Linked DNA regions of Capsicum annuum: region 2 is linked to region 1. A link is a contact called in public Hi-C data. All regions are on one chromosome and are shown on one strand. Each heading gives the region's core, a stretch centred on a gene start, on an enhancer-like site or on the middle of the called end of the contact. The rest is flanking DNA. Distances are from core to core; before and after follow the strand shown. Region 1 has its middle 16 kb from the start of LOC107852679. Region 2 has its middle 29 kb from the start of LOC107878043.

Region 1 (4,875 bases), core at 788-3,287:
ATTTCATTAAAAAGGTAAAATAGACTTAAAATTATAGGTTTACACTAGATTTTTTAAATTAATTTGATGACTTATATGGGGTTCACTTAAATTTTTTTCTGTGTACTTCTTATAGTAATTTTATGATATCGCTTCTAATTAGTTAATTATTGATGTTTTAAATTAGCTTGACAACTTATATAAGGTCCATTTAAAAATTTTTTACAAGTATTTTTAACAGTAGTTTTATTATATCGCTTCTAAATAGTTATTATAAATCATTTAAGTATTAAATTATAAATAATATTTAATAACAAGAATAAAATAGATCAAAAGTTATAAACTAAAAGTGGTTGGATGAAGTATTTTGCAATAGTAATATTTGTGTAAAAAAGGAAGTATGAAAGTAGTACACCTATTGAGATCTAAATGATTAGATTCAAACAAAAAATTAAATACATAATTACGAGCTAATATCTGAATAATCAAAATATCATTTTTTATTAGGCACAACTAAATGAAGCATAAAATATGTAAACACGAAAATTAATTTTTAATTTTTTAACTATTTTTTTATTTTGGTGGTCGACATGCTTGCCGGCCACTACTTGCTCTGTGATTTTATTATCACCCTAATTAATTATTATATGTGATTTATATATTATAAAATTAATAATATTTAATTAAAAAAAGTTAAACAAACATTTATGACATGTCTGCTTCAACTGCTTCAACAGTAATTTTACTATATCACATCTAATTAATTATTATAAGTCATCTAAGTATTAAAAAGTTAATAATATTTAAAAGATAAAATAGACATAAAATGATAAATTAACTCTTGATATTTTAAATTAACTTTACATCTTACATGAGACCCACTTAGATTATTTTCACAAGTATTTTTATAGCAATTTCTTTATATCATTTCTAATTAGTTACTATGAGTCTTTAAGACATGTTTGCATCGCTACTTCAATCGTGATATTTGCTTGACTCTCGAAATTATATTAGCATCACTTAAATTAGAATAGAAGAAAAAATATTATAAACAGAATAATTAAAATTTTAAATTATTTAAATAATTTAATTTTTTACGTCACTTCTTGCGCAAATATATTTCCTTAACACTTAATGAAAGATCTAAACTTTAGGTAGTGAAATTATCAAGAGAATATAAACTGTGAATAAATTTCTAAATACATTCATATTATATATAAATATGTCAATATTTAATTATGATGATTTATTTCACTAATTTCATAATGATGTAAAAAAAATTAATCTTAACATATAGCACGAGTTTATCGTCACTGGTACATGTATAAGAGGGGATATAAGAACGTATGATTATATTTGCGACTATTTATATGGATTAAAAAGATTGATTGTATTTGCGACTATTTATATGGATTAAAAAGATAATTTATGATTGTGAGTTGCGACACATGTTCAGGGTCTAATTTCTCCTTGGAATGTTTTGTTTTCTTATTATTAAAGTCTGTTTGGTGGATTGCGGTAGAAGGGGTTTGATATTAAAGTCTATTATATGTATTTTAATAAAGAGGCTAAAATTCTTATTTAACATTAGCTATAAATTGTCATTACTTTCAATGACGCTATAGGCTTTAGGAGATATATAAAGAATGCTAAAATGCAATGGTTGTCACTAATAATTACCTTCAAAAATCTAATTTTATGATAATTAATTAAGCTATTATTGTTAAATATCTTTTTTAGTGTAGTGACATACTTTCACAAGGCAGGGATCACATTGTTAGGGGTGTGCATCAATCAGTTTGATTTAATTTTATATATTATTGATTTGGTTTAGCAGTTTTTAAATATACTAAACTAATAACAAAATCAATTATTTTTTATTATTTTTTTATTCTTAACAGTTTGATTCTCTATTTAACCGATAAGAAAATTCTTATAAAACAACTATTAATTTAGCGTAATGATGTTTAATTTGTGTAACAGTAATAACTAACACAGCATCAATAAGAATGCTCACAAAATAAAATAGTAGCGGCTAACATGACATGCACCTTGTCGTGCCAAATTTCACAAAATAAGAAGTCCACTATCCTGTCCACTAACTATGCAACAATTGGACGTAATGATAAATGTTAAAAATGTCAAACATCCTCTTTATATTAGAGGTTATTGAATAATGAATAGTTTTAACTTTATCGGGTTATATGTTTTCAAGAAATTGAATAGGTTTATACTTTATGGCAATTAAAGAGAAATTAAGTGAAGGCACTAATACTAATAAATAAAAGTAGTAATTTATTATATTATTATTGGATTATCAGTTTTACCCAATAACCCAATATGAAAAAAATTAAAATTGAACCATTAACTCAATAATTTTTTTATAAAATCACAAAAAACCGTTTACCCAATAACAAGAAACTAATAGCCTTTTATTGATTTAATTTATCAGTCGATTTAATTTTTCCACACTCCTATACATCGTGTATGTTGTTGTCGTCTTGTGTAAAACTATATATATGATCAGCAGTAATATCAGTTTTACAAGACATGTAATCCACTAATTTCTTAATTTCTTGAACTCATTTGTCATTCTCCAAGGAGTCTGAAAATGACCAAGGATGGAAGATTGAAATATGATTAAGCTATTATATTGGGTGAATCTAAAAAATAGACTCAAATTAGGGTGATTTTTAAATTTTAGCCTCAAATAAAAAAGCTTCCTTAACATAGCATTTACCTATTAACTAGTATGTTTTTTGAACAAAATTACCCCTGATCAGTGGAGTAATTACATAAACAAAATGATCCTAATAATAGATAATAACTCCATATTTATATCTTTCAATTTTTATTTTTTTCCTCTTTTCAATTTTACTTTGATTTTTCTGTTTTCTTTTCTGTTTTTAGTTTTCTCAACCCTTACTTTTTTTCTCTCAACTTCTTTTTTTTTCTTTTTCATTTTATATTATTTTTATTTTTATTTTTTCTTTCCTTTTTTTTTATGTTCTTTTTAGTTTTTCTCAACCCTTACTTTTTTTCTTTACACCTTTCCACATCTACTTTTATGAAAAAAAATTTCTTTGATTTTTCTTTTTTCTTTTTTTATTTTTAAATTTTTCTCGACCTGTATTTTTATTTGATCTTTTTTTTTTATCAACCTTTATTTTTTTATTATTCTCTCTCAACTTCTACATTTTCTTTGATTTTTATTAATACTTAAGGTCATAGGAGGGGGATTAGTTTCATCAAATACAATATGCATAGATTCTTCAACACATAATGTTCTTTTATTATAAGCCCTGTAACCGCGACTGGTAGGAGAGTATCTAAGAAAAATACCTTCGTCACTTCGTGGATCAAATTTTTTCAAGTTATTCTTACCATTATTGTGGATGAAGCATTTAAAGGATGAAAGTAGCTGATATTTGTCTTCTTTTCTCTCCACAACTCATAAGGCATCTTTTTTAGAATAGGTCTGATGAGACATCTGTTGATGATGTGACAAGTTGTGCTTGCTGTCTCTACCTAAAAGTGATCTAGGAGATTATGCTCTAATTTTATGGTCCTGGCAGTTTCTTGGAGAGACCGATTATTTTGCTCCACTGCACCATTTTGTTGAGGAGACCGAGGTGATAAGAAATTCTAAGAATATTCGTTCTGGACTCAGTACTCCTCAAAACCTTATTTTTAAATTCTACTCCATGATCGCTGTGAACATAGGTGATGAGGTGTCTAACTTCTCTCTGTACTTTTCCATAAAAGATCTAAAAATGTATGAAAGCCTTATATTTATGAGCGAGAAACATTGCCCATGTAAAACGAGAACAATCATCAACAATAACGAAGACATATCTTTTTCCACCAATACTTGCGGTCTTGGTGGGGCCAAACAGATCCATATGGATTATTTGGAGGGGTTTCGTAGTAGAGAAATGTCTTTGACTTTGAATGATATCCGGGTATGTTTACCCAATTGGCAGGTATCACAGATGTGATCCTTTTCAAACTTGAGTTTTGGCAGACCTTTCACCAGTTCCAGTCAGGGCAGTTTCTCAATGATATGCATACTGGCATGCCCTAATTTTCTTTGACACAACCAAGTGTCATTGGTTTGCATAGTGAGATAGGTTAAGGTAGCAAAATCAAACTATTTAGAGCATAAATATTATCAACATGTTCACTTGTGAGAGATATCTATTTTATCATGCTTAATAGAACAATTGTCAACTTTGAACGAGACTCCAAAGCCAGTATCACACAGCTGACTGATACTAAGAACGTTATGTTTGAGGTCGTTTACGAGATACACTTTAATAAGTTCACATGAGGAGTTGAGCTTTACAGAGCCGACTCCTATGACGTTGCCTCTAGCATTATCACCAAATCTGACTGTTCCTCCTTCAATTTTCTTTAGAGCACAAAAATGTTTTTTTTTCCGATCATATATCTGGAACATTCGTTATCGATGAACCATATTCCCTTTTTATAGCTTTTGCGGACCTGTTCCTGTAAAATAAGAAAATCAATTTAATTAGGCACCCAAGAGGTCTTGGGTCCTTGTGGGTTAGATGAGCTTCCTTTAGGCCTTTGAACCCACACACTTTTAGGCTTTTGCTTGTAGGCGTAAGATTTAAGCCTTTTCTGTCCAAAGGTATAACCGACTGGTCCTTGAGAGGAAAAAGAGGTTTTGGATGATTTAAATGATCTTGATGAGGAACTTTAGTTAGTTTTAAAAAAAATTGATCTCACGAAACAGTGACTTGGTGATTTTTTAATTCTCTCTAATTTTATTTTTATGTTATCAAGTTCTTTTTGCAATAAGTAGATTTTAATTTGACATGCTTTAATTAAGTCGTCGTTTTCAGTTTTTCTTCTCTTGAGTGAGTTTATTAA
Region 2 (4,875 bases), core at 1,341-3,840, 230 kb after region 1:
TTAACAACAACTCGAGATATCAAGACGCATTAATATTGTAGTCTTAGATCCTTAGGTTATGTTGATTTGATATTTTGTGAATCATTACTGATAATTTTTATGAATATGTCCTTTATTTAAGCAATTTAATTAAATATTATACTTAAATAAATTTAAATTTTATTCGGATAATATTTAAATATAATTTCAAAATATATCAATATCAATAGTCAAAATTCAAAACACTTTAAACATGGTAGACATCGGCATATTATAAAAATCGTATAGTTCATATATTTTGATCCTAGTTAACAGCAATTCATGAGAGTCATGCATTGATGTTGTCGTCTTACGTCCTTATGTTACATCGATTTTATAATTTACAAATTATAATTTATATTTGTTATTAATATGATCTCTAATTAAGTAATATTATATTTAAATAAAATTTAAGCTATATATTTAGATAAATTTTAAATATAATTTAATATATTTCATTAACGGCAGTCAAAATTCAAATCATTATACACATAATAGATATTAACACATTATAGAAATTGTGAAAATCACAAAATTTATATTTGTGGACCCTAGTTAACAACAACTAAAGATATCAAGACATATTATTGTTGTATTTTGTACCTTTATATTACGGTAATTTGATAACTTGTGAATATTACTTATATTCACTATTAATATATCCTCTAATTAAATAGTTTAAATTAATTATTATATTTTAATAAATTTAAACTCTATTTAAATAATTTATAAGTCTAATTTGAAAATATTTCAATAATGATAATCAAAATTTTAAATATTTTAGACATGATAAACATTGACGCATTATAAAATCATATTTTTCGAGCCTAGTTAATGTTTTAAGAAAAACACTTTTGTGATAAACTTTAGAATGAAATGACTTTTATATAATAAATAAATAAATTTCTGTGATAAATTCAAAATTTAGTTAACCACAGATGACCTTTATCCAAAAATATTTTAAAGAATTATGATCAATATATAATAAAATTAATTTTAAATTTCGATAAAAAAAAAAGACTAAAGAGAAATTGAGGGAGAAGGACGAAAAGGGAGGGTGTGATTAGATAGAATGTGAAATTAAGGTGGGTCTCCCATTTTAAAGTTAAATAAATATTCCTCTTTCATATTTAATGATAGTCATAATTTATTCAACATAAATTTTGGTTACATTTAACTTTTTGAATTTATAAGATAGTAAATATTTTTTTATTTTTTTAAAGGAAAATGTTAGTATAGTGTTTATACATTTATGGCCATTTTTGGGCCAAAAAATTATGGCAAAAAATATGTACTCTAATTAAATAATTTTATTAATTATTATATTTAAATTATATTTAAATAAATTTTTAATTTTTTAAGTCTAATTTGAAAATATTTCAATATTAGCAATCAAAATTCAAAATATTTTAAATATAATAAACACTGACACATTATAAAAATTACATCGTTCATATTTATCAACCCTAGCTAATATTTTAAAAAAGCGATGAACTTTAGAATTGAATGACTTTTATATAATAATAAATTTATTATTGTGATAAGTTCAAAATTAGTTAATCATAGAAGAACTTTTTCTAAAAATATTTTAAAGGATTATAATCAATTTATTAATAATCGTTGATGAACTTTTCTAAAAAATATTTTAAATAATTATGATCAATGTAGTAATAAAACTAGTTTTAAATTTTGATTAAATAAAAAAAGAGTAAATTGAAAATTGAGGGAGAAAGATGAAAATGCAATGGATGAAGTTAGGTAGGTTCCACATACTAAAGTTAATTTATAACTTTTCTTCACATTAATGATAGTGATAACTTATGCCACGTAAATTTTAGTTACATTTAATATTAAAAATTTGCTTATTTTTTATTTAAGGAAAAGGTTAGTATGACCTTTGTACATTTATGTCTATTTTATGGTCAAAAAATTATGGTCATTTAGCAAGTTCCTTTGAATATTTCTAGATATACTTTCTCCATCCCAAATTATGTGTCCCAAATTGAGATGACACATTGATTAAGAAAAATAATTAATAACATGTCTAGTTTACCATAGTACCTCTATTAAATGATATTTACAATTTAATTTGAAAAAAAAAAAGTAATTAATGCAAAGGATTAAATATGGAAAAAAAATTCGTGTTTTGATTAATGAAAAAAAACAAGTAAAGTGGGACATTAAATTAAAAAATTTGAGACGGGTATTTTGGTACGGATGGAGTATATAATATGTTAATGGCAGACAAACATTCATACTCCTACTCTTGGTTTTGTAAATTCCACCAATATTAACATTGAAAACCTTTTGTCTTTTTCTTTTTGCTTTGAAATTCCCTAATTACGTTTTTCTAGATGTTTAAAAAGGTTAGTAGGATTAACTATGATTGTCAGTGGCATTTTTTCGTGTTCTCTTTTGTTAGACGTTACCTATAAATGACGACTAAACTTAAATTATTTGGTCGAACTGAAATGTCATAACAAATTTTATTTCGGCCAACATCTTGTATGCTTTTTCTATGGTTTTATATCGATTTAACGTTAGTATACAAATTTGAATTTTATCACGCTAAAAAACACGTAAACATAATGAACACTTCTTCCTCGTTAGTCTAGGCATATACATTTAAAATTAATCTAGTATTTTCTTACAAGTCAAACTAGCATTTTCATCATTTTTCTTCTCTGCCTGATTAGGAAGTTATGTGCTTTTTAAGCCCTTTAAATATTGAGAAATTATTAATGTGTAGCTTTATCTTTTTGCTAGTAACTCCTTGTAATTTTGTTCGGAAACAATAATAAACTTCAGTATCAATTATGAAATTTAATATAAATAAACTACAACAATGATAATATTTCTTATATAGTATTATCAACAATGATAATATTTCTTATATAGTATTATCAACAAGTTACAGTAGTAATAATAATAATAATAATAATAATAATAATAATAATAATAATAATAATAATTAACAGACTACTATAATATTTTAAGTGATATATAAAATACATGAGTCATGCTAGGTATTATGTCCTAAGAAATTATTTTCGCAATGTGAAATATTTTTTCAAGATTAAACAAGCACTTTCCTAATTAATTAGAGGATACCCAAAATTAAGTAAGTCTTTCCTAATTAATTAGAAGGTACAGAATCAACAATTATGAATGATACAAAATCATCAAATTAAATGAAAAATACAAGATAACGAAAATCATATATAATTAACAATGTGAATGAAAGGGCAAGAAAGAAAATAGAAATGTGAAAAATGAAACTACTTTTTTCACGAAAGTTGAGGCTTGTAACTCTAATAGTACAAATCATGTAACTACTTATTCAGACACAAGGGCCCTTAGGCACCCTATTAATTCTATAAATTCTTAATTTATGTTATGTTAAATGAATCCTCGTTAACCAAAAGAAAAAAGGGATGTGAGAAGAGAAGAAAGACTAGAAGAATGTTTTTCTTGATATTATTAAATGAGCTTAGCAATCATATATATAGTAATAGCCAGTATGTAGGAAAAATAAAAATTAAATCTCTTTTTCTTTTTTTTATTTTAGTAATAAGGGATATTATAGCTAAAGAGTTATTGCAACATCTTAGTCTGGCTCCAAAATATAAGCATCATGGCTGATTGTTCCAGAGTTAGTTTTTCTGGTAAATTGAGTTTCTAATATGTCTGTCCAAACACTATCTAGTGCATACACAAGAGGATCTGCAAAAATCTGGATGTCTTCAAAAAATTTCCTTTTTGCTCCTTTCTTAGTCAGGCTATCAGCAACTTGGTTCTGCTCTCTAAAGCAATGGACCACTAGTGGATGCCCCAGTCTTCTCAGCGCTAATCTGCATTCATGAAGGATAGGATCATAAGGTAAGTTTCCATTTTTTTATCATGTGTATAACTTGTTTGGAATCAATATTAATTTCTATGGGTGTAAGGTTTTGGCTTTTCACCAGTTTGAGGCCTCCTAGTAGAGCTAGAAGTTCCATTCTACTTGGTCACAAAGTAATTAAAGTTCTTGACCCTCAAGAAATAAAAGAACTTGGCCACAAAGTAATTAAAATAGTTGGCCATCAAAAAATAAAAGTACTTGACCATAAAATATTTTTTAAAAAATAATTTAATTAATCTTTTAAAATATTATTATATTGACAACAATCCCCGACCATTTCAAAAGATTTGACAATAAGACTTGCTGATTTAGTATGATCAAAATGCAATAGGTTTGGTGTCTTCTGGACTATAAACCAAACTTAGACCGAAAAAATTTAACTTACAGAGTTACTGGTGAAATATAATATCTCTATGAATCAATAATTCTTATTGTAAGTCAGGGATTTTATCAATCACATTTTGATCCTCATAATTATTGTTCAACACGATTTTGCGCTAATAAGTCATCCGTGTGCCTGGTATTCATGAGAGCTTTAGAGACTAAGGCCAAAAATCTCATAGGAACCACCTCATTTCACTTCTCATATAGATGAATTCATCAAGTGTACACCATTTTAAATACATTATCCATAAGGATTATGAATTCATTAAGAGCTAATAACTCATCCCTGAATTCAAGTAGCAGTTCAAGCACTCTCAGTAAGTGCGCAGTGTCAATATCTACTTTTTATTACCCATATGAACCTATTTTGTGGAATCATCAATCACATAGGTTGGGTTACCATCTCGATTGACAATCATACTGGCCTTAACCCCATCTCTTTTGAGATTTGAAGAATTAATTTTCTTCCTACAAGTTTAGTCAGTGAATCAACTGAATTTAATTCTGACTTTACATAATCAAAGAAAATTATTCTATCTCTCAGCAACTGCTTAACAATATTATGCTTTAAT

The links. A called contact is a pair of places that touch in the nucleus more often than the background predicts.
Region 2: a contact with region 1 is called in a Hi-C map of leaf, with 2.0 times the contacts expected there. The contact joins two enhancer-like sites. A contact is called at or near these places in 2 of 5 Hi-C or Micro-C datasets (leaf and placenta).

The regions. Positions count from the first base shown.
Region 1 is chr7:176,024,099-176,028,973 of UCD10Xv1.1, forward strand. No RefSeq gene overlaps it. Among protein-coding and RNA genes, the nearest start is that of LOC107852679, 16 kb to the left of the region's middle. Within about 2 kb of position 2,038, at least 1 of the 5 cell types and tissues checked has an H3K27ac peak or open chromatin away from gene starts, as enhancers often do.
Region 2 is chr7:176,251,566-176,256,440 of UCD10Xv1.1, forward strand. No RefSeq gene overlaps it. Among protein-coding and RNA genes, the nearest start is that of LOC107878043, 29 kb to the right of the region's middle. Within about 2 kb of position 2,591, at least 2 of the 5 cell types and tissues checked have an H3K27ac peak or open chromatin away from gene starts, as enhancers often do.